Linked DNA regions of Hordeum vulgare: region 1 is linked to region 2. The links are chromatin contacts, called in public Hi-C maps. All regions are on one chromosome and are shown on one strand. The core of a region is the stretch at or near the end of the contact, and the rest is flanking DNA. Distances in the headings are between cores, read along the strand shown. Region 1 holds the start of LOC123412455 (aldehyde dehydrogenase family 2 member C4-like). Region 2 overlaps LOC123407128 (lactoylglutathione lyase).

What was found. Hi-C and Micro-C count contacts between places; a contact is called where the count stands out from the background.
Region 1: a contact with region 2 is called in a Hi-C map of leaf, with 2.6 times the contacts expected there. The contact joins the promoter of LOC123412455 here to the enhancer-like site in region 2. A contact is called at or near these places in 2 of 6 Hi-C or Micro-C datasets (both in leaf).

Annotation. Positions count from the first base shown.
Region 1 is chr7H:497,349,811-497,352,923 of MorexV3_pseudomolecules_assembly, reverse strand. It overlaps LOC123412455 (aldehyde dehydrogenase family 2 member C4-like), which reads left to right and starts at 1,808. Exons shown (of 8, transcript XM_045105403.1): 1 at 1,808-2,031. The coding sequence starts at 1,893. It overlaps LOC123408786 (a long non-coding RNA gene), which reads right to left and starts at 948. Exons shown (of 2, transcript XR_006612788.1): 1 at 609-948.
Region 2 is chr7H:497,107,230-497,110,581 of MorexV3_pseudomolecules_assembly, reverse strand. It overlaps LOC123407128 (lactoylglutathione lyase), which reads left to right. Exons shown (of 9, transcript XM_045100189.1): 8 at 8-160; 9 at 1,151-1,337. The coding sequence ends at 1,192. Among protein-coding and RNA genes, the nearest start is that of LOC123407128, 4.1 kb to the left of the region's middle. Within about 2 kb of position 1,796, at least 2 of the 3 cell types and tissues checked have open chromatin away from gene starts, as enhancers often do. A contact at or near this core is called in leaf, where this site is marked.

The DNA of each region.
Region 1 (3,113 bases), core at 559-3,058, 240 kb before region 2:
TTGAATATATCTTTTGGCAGATCACATTATATAAAAAATATACAAATAAGATCAACCTATGGGCAGTTTATTTACATACTGGTTGATCAGTCCCTTTCTAGAATCAATCTTCTCAAGCTCTTTAAGTTGAAAGTGACAAGACAAAGATTTATGCCACATCAAACATATTTTTACGATCCATGTGAAGAATCAATAGATATGCATATTATTATCATTTTCAGGCCATGAAAATTGGTACAGCGGCATGAGCATCAAAACCAAAATTTTATTTATACTAAAATCTTATGAGATAGAAGTGTTGACTCTCGTAAAAGTGAATAGTTTTGCCACACAAATTAAATTGAAGTTGGGTTCAGGCTTTGTTTACGACCACGTAGAAGCTTCTAATACGATCCCTTGCACGTGCTACATAATACAGATTTGTTCTACTGAGGTTTTTTTTGTTTCTGATCCCGAATATTGGTCAAGTGCATAGATCATCTGGCTATCAAGAGCAGACCCTAGCTACATATTAATTAATATGCACATGGCATAAGCAGTTCATGCAAATTAAGTGATCCTAAACACGGATCATCATGCATCACAGCCTCCGGCATGGACGAACGTACCTCGCAACAGAGCAACTCCCTAGCAGGATGCAGTCGGCGACAGTCCACGAACGAATAGATGAACTGGTGATCCAACTATTGCGGCGAAGAAGAGGAAGTGTAGGCAGCATGCTAAGGGAGCTGGGACGGTGGATCGTCCGATGACCCACGAACATGATTGGGATCCCTTCTGCATTCCACAGATTCAGAGGAGGATTGGGCAGTGGCGCATGAAGGGGGTGGGGGCGCCCATTGTTGTGGCCACCCTGGATCTGCGCCACCTCCGTCCGCACGCCCTCGACGCCCGTTGGGTCCACCGCACTGACAAGTGGAATTGAGGAGGAGTAGGAGGACGACGTGGTGGCCGAGGCAAGCTCCCGTCGGAGAAATCCATCGCCCGGTCGAGCCCGCTCCATCGCGCAGTGGGGTACGGCGGAGGGCGGGGCGAGTAGGCGGGGCTGAGCGGGGTAGAGGCGGCGGGCGGGGCGAGCAAGCGACGGGCGGAGCCAGCTGGGGGGAGGCGGCGGGCCGGGAGGAGAGGGGAGAGGAGTCGGGGCGGGGCGAGCAGGCGTCGGGCGGAGCGAGCTGGGGGGAGGCGGCGGGCCGGGAAGGGAGGGGAGAGGAGTCGGGGCGGGGCGAGCAGGCGACGGGCGAAGCGAGCTGGGGGGAGGCGACGGGCCGGGAGGAGAGGGGAGAGGAGTCGGGGCGGGGCGAGCAGGCGTCGGGCTGAGCGAGCTGGGGGGAGGCGGCAGGCCGGGAAGGCAGGGGAGAGGAGTCGGGGCGGGGCGAGCAGGCGACGGGCGAAGCGAGCTGGGGGGGAGGCGGCGGGCCGGGAGGGGAGGGGAGGGGAGACTGGAGAGGAGTCGGGGCTTGTGCGGTTTCAGGGCGCTTCGCGAAGAGAACGTGGGGCTTCACGGTGTTAACGAAAGATTTCGTTAACGACAATTTAAGACCCTTAATTATGTAATTAAACGGCTGAGATGATGAGTTGGATGTGCCTTTTCGTGTTTTTTTTATAGTACAGATGAGGCTGAACGAGCACGAAACAGACAATGAATCGCAGTTGTGTTATCTCATCGGTATGTTTTGAACCAAACGGTGCGTTTGGAGCTGCCTTTACGCGCGTTAGCAGCCGAGAGGTGTGTGTTGCCTCGCGCGCGGATGGCTACGGACAGGTCGCGGTTTACGTTTCTTTATAAAACGAAGAGCAGCCCCCGTCCCCGTTGTCTTCACTCCACGGTCCACTCTCCACACACATCACGCTGCGCGAGCGCCGACAACGGTCTCGGTCTAGGAGAAGAGGCCATGGCGAGCGAGCGCAATGGCGACGGGGGCAAGGGGCGCGCCGCGGAGAACGGCAGCGGCGGCGGCGTGTGCATGGAGATGCCGGAGATCAGGTACACCAAGCTCTTCATCAACGGGGCCTTCGTCGACGCCGTCTCCGGTACGTCTCTTTTCTCCTGCGCACACATCTATTATAGCCGTCTCGCCTTGGTAATATAGGCCGGATTAGTTGTTTACTTTGGTGGTTAAGTAAGGCCCGATTTGCAGATTTGGGGGTAAACTGTTAGTGCTTGGTCTAGTGTGTTGTAGCCTTGTAGGCTTATTTGCTCGTGGTTGGTTGAACCTGTAATCCTGAATACTGATTAGTGAGTACTCAAGTGCCAAAGGGAGCAGTATTTGAGGTCAGTTGTGGCGCCCAGCCGCATGTTCACGACGCATGGCGAACATAGCATGTCCGCGACCTCGCGTCGCGCTCATTTTTCACGGGCCAGCAGAGCGATAAGATTCATCGTCTAAGCGGAATCCACGGAAGTAACATGGTTAGCTTGTGTAAATTAAGAGAGAAGACGCCACAAGCTAGCTTGGGTGACGGGGTGCTTATAGCTTGGCTAAAATAGTGTCCCCTAGTTCTATAGGGCGTATCTAAGATGGTAGAAGGGCAAACACTGGCTAACCAAAACTCGGCGGTCAAGCTGCAGGGATCTGATCTCTACCCAGATGGGACTGATGAGCTTTGTAGCCTTGTAGGACCCCATTGTCTCGTGTTCTTTTAGAAGCTCGCGTGCAGTACTTGTACGGCTGCACCATTGGCCGTGCAGTACGTGACGGAGATGGCCTGGCAGAATCTGCTTGGTACTGCTGTGCTACACGTCTGTAAGGTCAGGTCCTTTCATTCTCGTTATCATCTGGTCCCGGTTTCCGTCTCGTTTGTACGAGCCTGCGCCCGTGAGATGCCAATCGATGATGCTTCTTGAAACCCGATTCGAATGACCGTAGAGCTTGTCGTCGTCGAGGCCGAATGCCTACGTGCACGTCAATGGCTCCCTTGCTTGCCTACATGTTCCAGGAAAAAGACTTTCATCTCGTTCTATATATAAAGCAACGATCGATCACAGCTCAAATACAAACACACGTCACGACAATACATTCACACACCCAAAGCTAGAACCTAGACGTTAAACGCAGCAACACTATCCTTAGTACTATAAAAACAACCGGAGTTCTCAACCGTGAACATGGCAC
Region 2 (3,352 bases), core at 547-3,046:
AGTGCAGGTTGCTATTGGCACTGACGATGTGTACAAGAGCGCCGAAGCAGTTGAGCTGGTTACCAAAGAACTAGGTGGAAAGATTCTAAGGCAGCCAGGGCCACTACCGGGGCTGAACACCAAAATCACCTCTTTCCTTGACCCAGATGGCTGGAAAGTGGTATGTCTTCTGGATGTCTTGTGCATAACACTGCTTTATTTGAATCGAGGGGGTCATTAACAGTTAATTATGAATTCAAGATGTGCTTGCTGTAGTCAATGATTGGTTTAAAATTTGAAGAGCTTACCGTAGTCAATGTACTTTGGCAGTTAAATGAATTAATTTGAAACGAAACGAAGGACAATTCAATTGGCCTGCACAACTACTGTAGTCACAGCTTAATTGCTAGTTCCTCTCTAGAAACGAACTATTGCCAGTTGGTACATACTCCCTCCTGTCTCTGAAAAGAAGGCCTATAAATTTGTCTGAAGTCAAACCGTACATAGTTTGACCATGTTTGTAAGAAAAACTATCTATAACTACAATATCTACTAAATAGATATGTTATGAAAATATATTTTACTGTGTACCTAATAATATTAATATTAATTTGGTACCATAGTTTTTCATAATTTATACTACAAACTTGGTCAAACCTTGCACCGTTTGACATCAAAAAAAGATTATAGACCTTTTCAGAGACGGAGAGAGTACATAGTTTCAGAGACCTCTTGGATTGGCACCTTCAAGGACAATTGTTACTTCGTAAAATAAAATAGAACTTGGAAAACAACATAATCTTATAGAGGTTTATATTAATAGTCTGAGCTGTAGTTCCTCCAGTTGTGTCACCATCATCTATTGTCTAGAGAATAAACTTTAACAGTTTTGAGGCGTCACCCACTTAGTTAGCAGAACACAATCGAGGCTGGTATGCATCCTAGGCGTAGCAAAGCAAATTAATCAAGTGAGGTGGAACTTCACCTCAAATTTCGCTGCAGCATGATTGTTAATACTGAACATGATTTCTTAAACCCTGTATGTAAACTGGGTTGCAGGCGTGGTTACTAACTGATGTAGTGGTTGCTTTTACTACTGAAAATGACTTATCTTTTGCAACCAGCCAGCCACAGTATCAGTACGTGACTAATGTTATTCCTCCGGTTGTAGGTTCTGGTGGACTACGCAGACTTCCTCAAGGAGCTGCACTGAAGATGAGCAGGCTCAGATGTTAGTGTCGTGAGGAGGAACCGTATGTAGCAATGGTCTGTGTGATGTAATAAAACAAACCTCATGTAGCAAATGGTCTGTGTGCGATGTAATAAAAAGGCAGCCTCTTCCGCTCGACGAATAAAAATAAAAGCAACTACCGCATGCCCATGCCGTCATTGGCCTAGTGTTATGCCCATGCCGTCATTGGCCTAGTGTTATGCCCATGCCGTCATTGGCCTAGTGTTATTAAGTTGCTTGCATTTTGGTTATAACTACAAAGTTGATTGTTAGTTCTGGTTAAAACATTAACCCGGTACTAGATTGTGAGAGATTATAGTGTGGGAAAAGGAGGAAGATGCTCACCTACAGCGGATAGTATACCCGATCCAGAGAAAGAAAAGAGATCGCCCAGCATCCCTGCACCATAACCTTGCAACCATTTATTTCCAAAGAAAAAGGAAAATGCTTAAACTCGCCGCACTGGCAGAAGATTGGACTGATCGCGCCGTGTGATCAATCTCCATTGTGTCTCCCACAGCCACGAACACTTCCTACCTTATCTTTTTTCCAAAATGAATCGCTTTTCCTTTTTGCCTTTGTTGAGCTGCTGGGCCGACAGTAAATGGGCCATGGTACCCTGGTTCCACTGCATTGACAGTAGCCCGGTGCGTGTGGTGTGTATGTTCCGCGAGTGGAGCACGAAACGGCATGGGTCGAAGTGCCGCGAGTCGTGACGAACTACCGGGCCATGAGATGACGCGTGTCAGCAGCGATGGGACAGGACATACCCACTTCTCCAACGACGCCTCGGTAAGTGCCTTAAGATTGTCGGGCAAGACCATCATTGCTTGCCTTCCTCCAGACGCCTCCCTTGCGCGCTGCTTCTCCTTCCTTGCGCACACACCGCTCGCGCTCTACTTCTCTGCCTCCTCCTTCATCTCCGCCGCTGCTTCTCCGCCACCATGGCGCTGAAGAGGAGCACCGCCGCCAACGGGGCGCAGGTGGAGCCGACGGTGTTGCCCTCCACCATCAAGAGCCAAGAAGGCTGCAGAAGCTCACCCCTGTTATGGCCAGCGCTCATAATGAGCACAAGGCCACCAAGATCTGGTCGGGCTCGATGCCGACCAGGGAGCTGTCAGTGACGACGTTCCCATTCTTCTTCCTCTCCACCTTTGGAGGTCTGCTCCCTCCGTTCTTATACTTCTCCAGCGCGGTTCTAGAGCACTACATATGCACACGCTCTATCTCCATCCCAACTCCGTCTTCCTCCTTGCCACCTTCGCCTATCTCTGCAAGGGCTTTCTGGGGGTGATGCCCTTGTTGGCCCTCTTCCAGACCTTCTACATGTTGGAAATATGCTCTAGATGCAATAATAAATTGGTTATTATTATATTTCCTTGTTCATGATAATCGTTTATTATCCATGCTATAATTGTATTGATTGGAAAGTCAAATACATGTGTGGATACATAGACAAAATACTGTCCCTAGTAAGCCTCTAGTTGACTAGCTCGTTGATCAAAGATGGTTAAGATTTCTTAGCCATAGACAAGTGTTGTCACTTGATAACGGGGTCACATCATTAGGAGAATGATGTGATGGACAAGACCTAAACTATAAACGTAGCATATGGTCGTGTCAGTTTATTGCTACTGTTTTCTGCATGTCAATGTATCTGTTCCTATGACCATGAGAGCATGCAACTCCCGGACATCGGAGGAACACATTGTGTGTATCAAACGTCGCAACGTAACTGGGTGACTATAAAGTTGCTCTACAGGTATCTTTGAAGGTATCTGTTGGGTTGGAGTGAATTGAGACTGGGATTTGTCACTCCGTATGACAAAGAGGTATCTTGGGGCCCACTCGGTAATACAACATCACAATAAGCCTTGCAAGCGATGTGACTATGGAGTTAGCCACAAAATCTTGTATTACGGAACGAGTAAAGAGACTTGCCGATAACGAGATTGAACTAGGTATAGAGATACCGATGATCGAATCTCGGGAAGTAACATACCGAAGGACAAAGGGAACATCATACGAGATTAACTGAATCCTTGACATAGAGGTTCAATCGATAAAGATCTTCGTAGAATATGTAGGAGCCAATATGTGCATCTAGGTCCCTATATTGGTTATTGACCGTAGAGGTGTCTC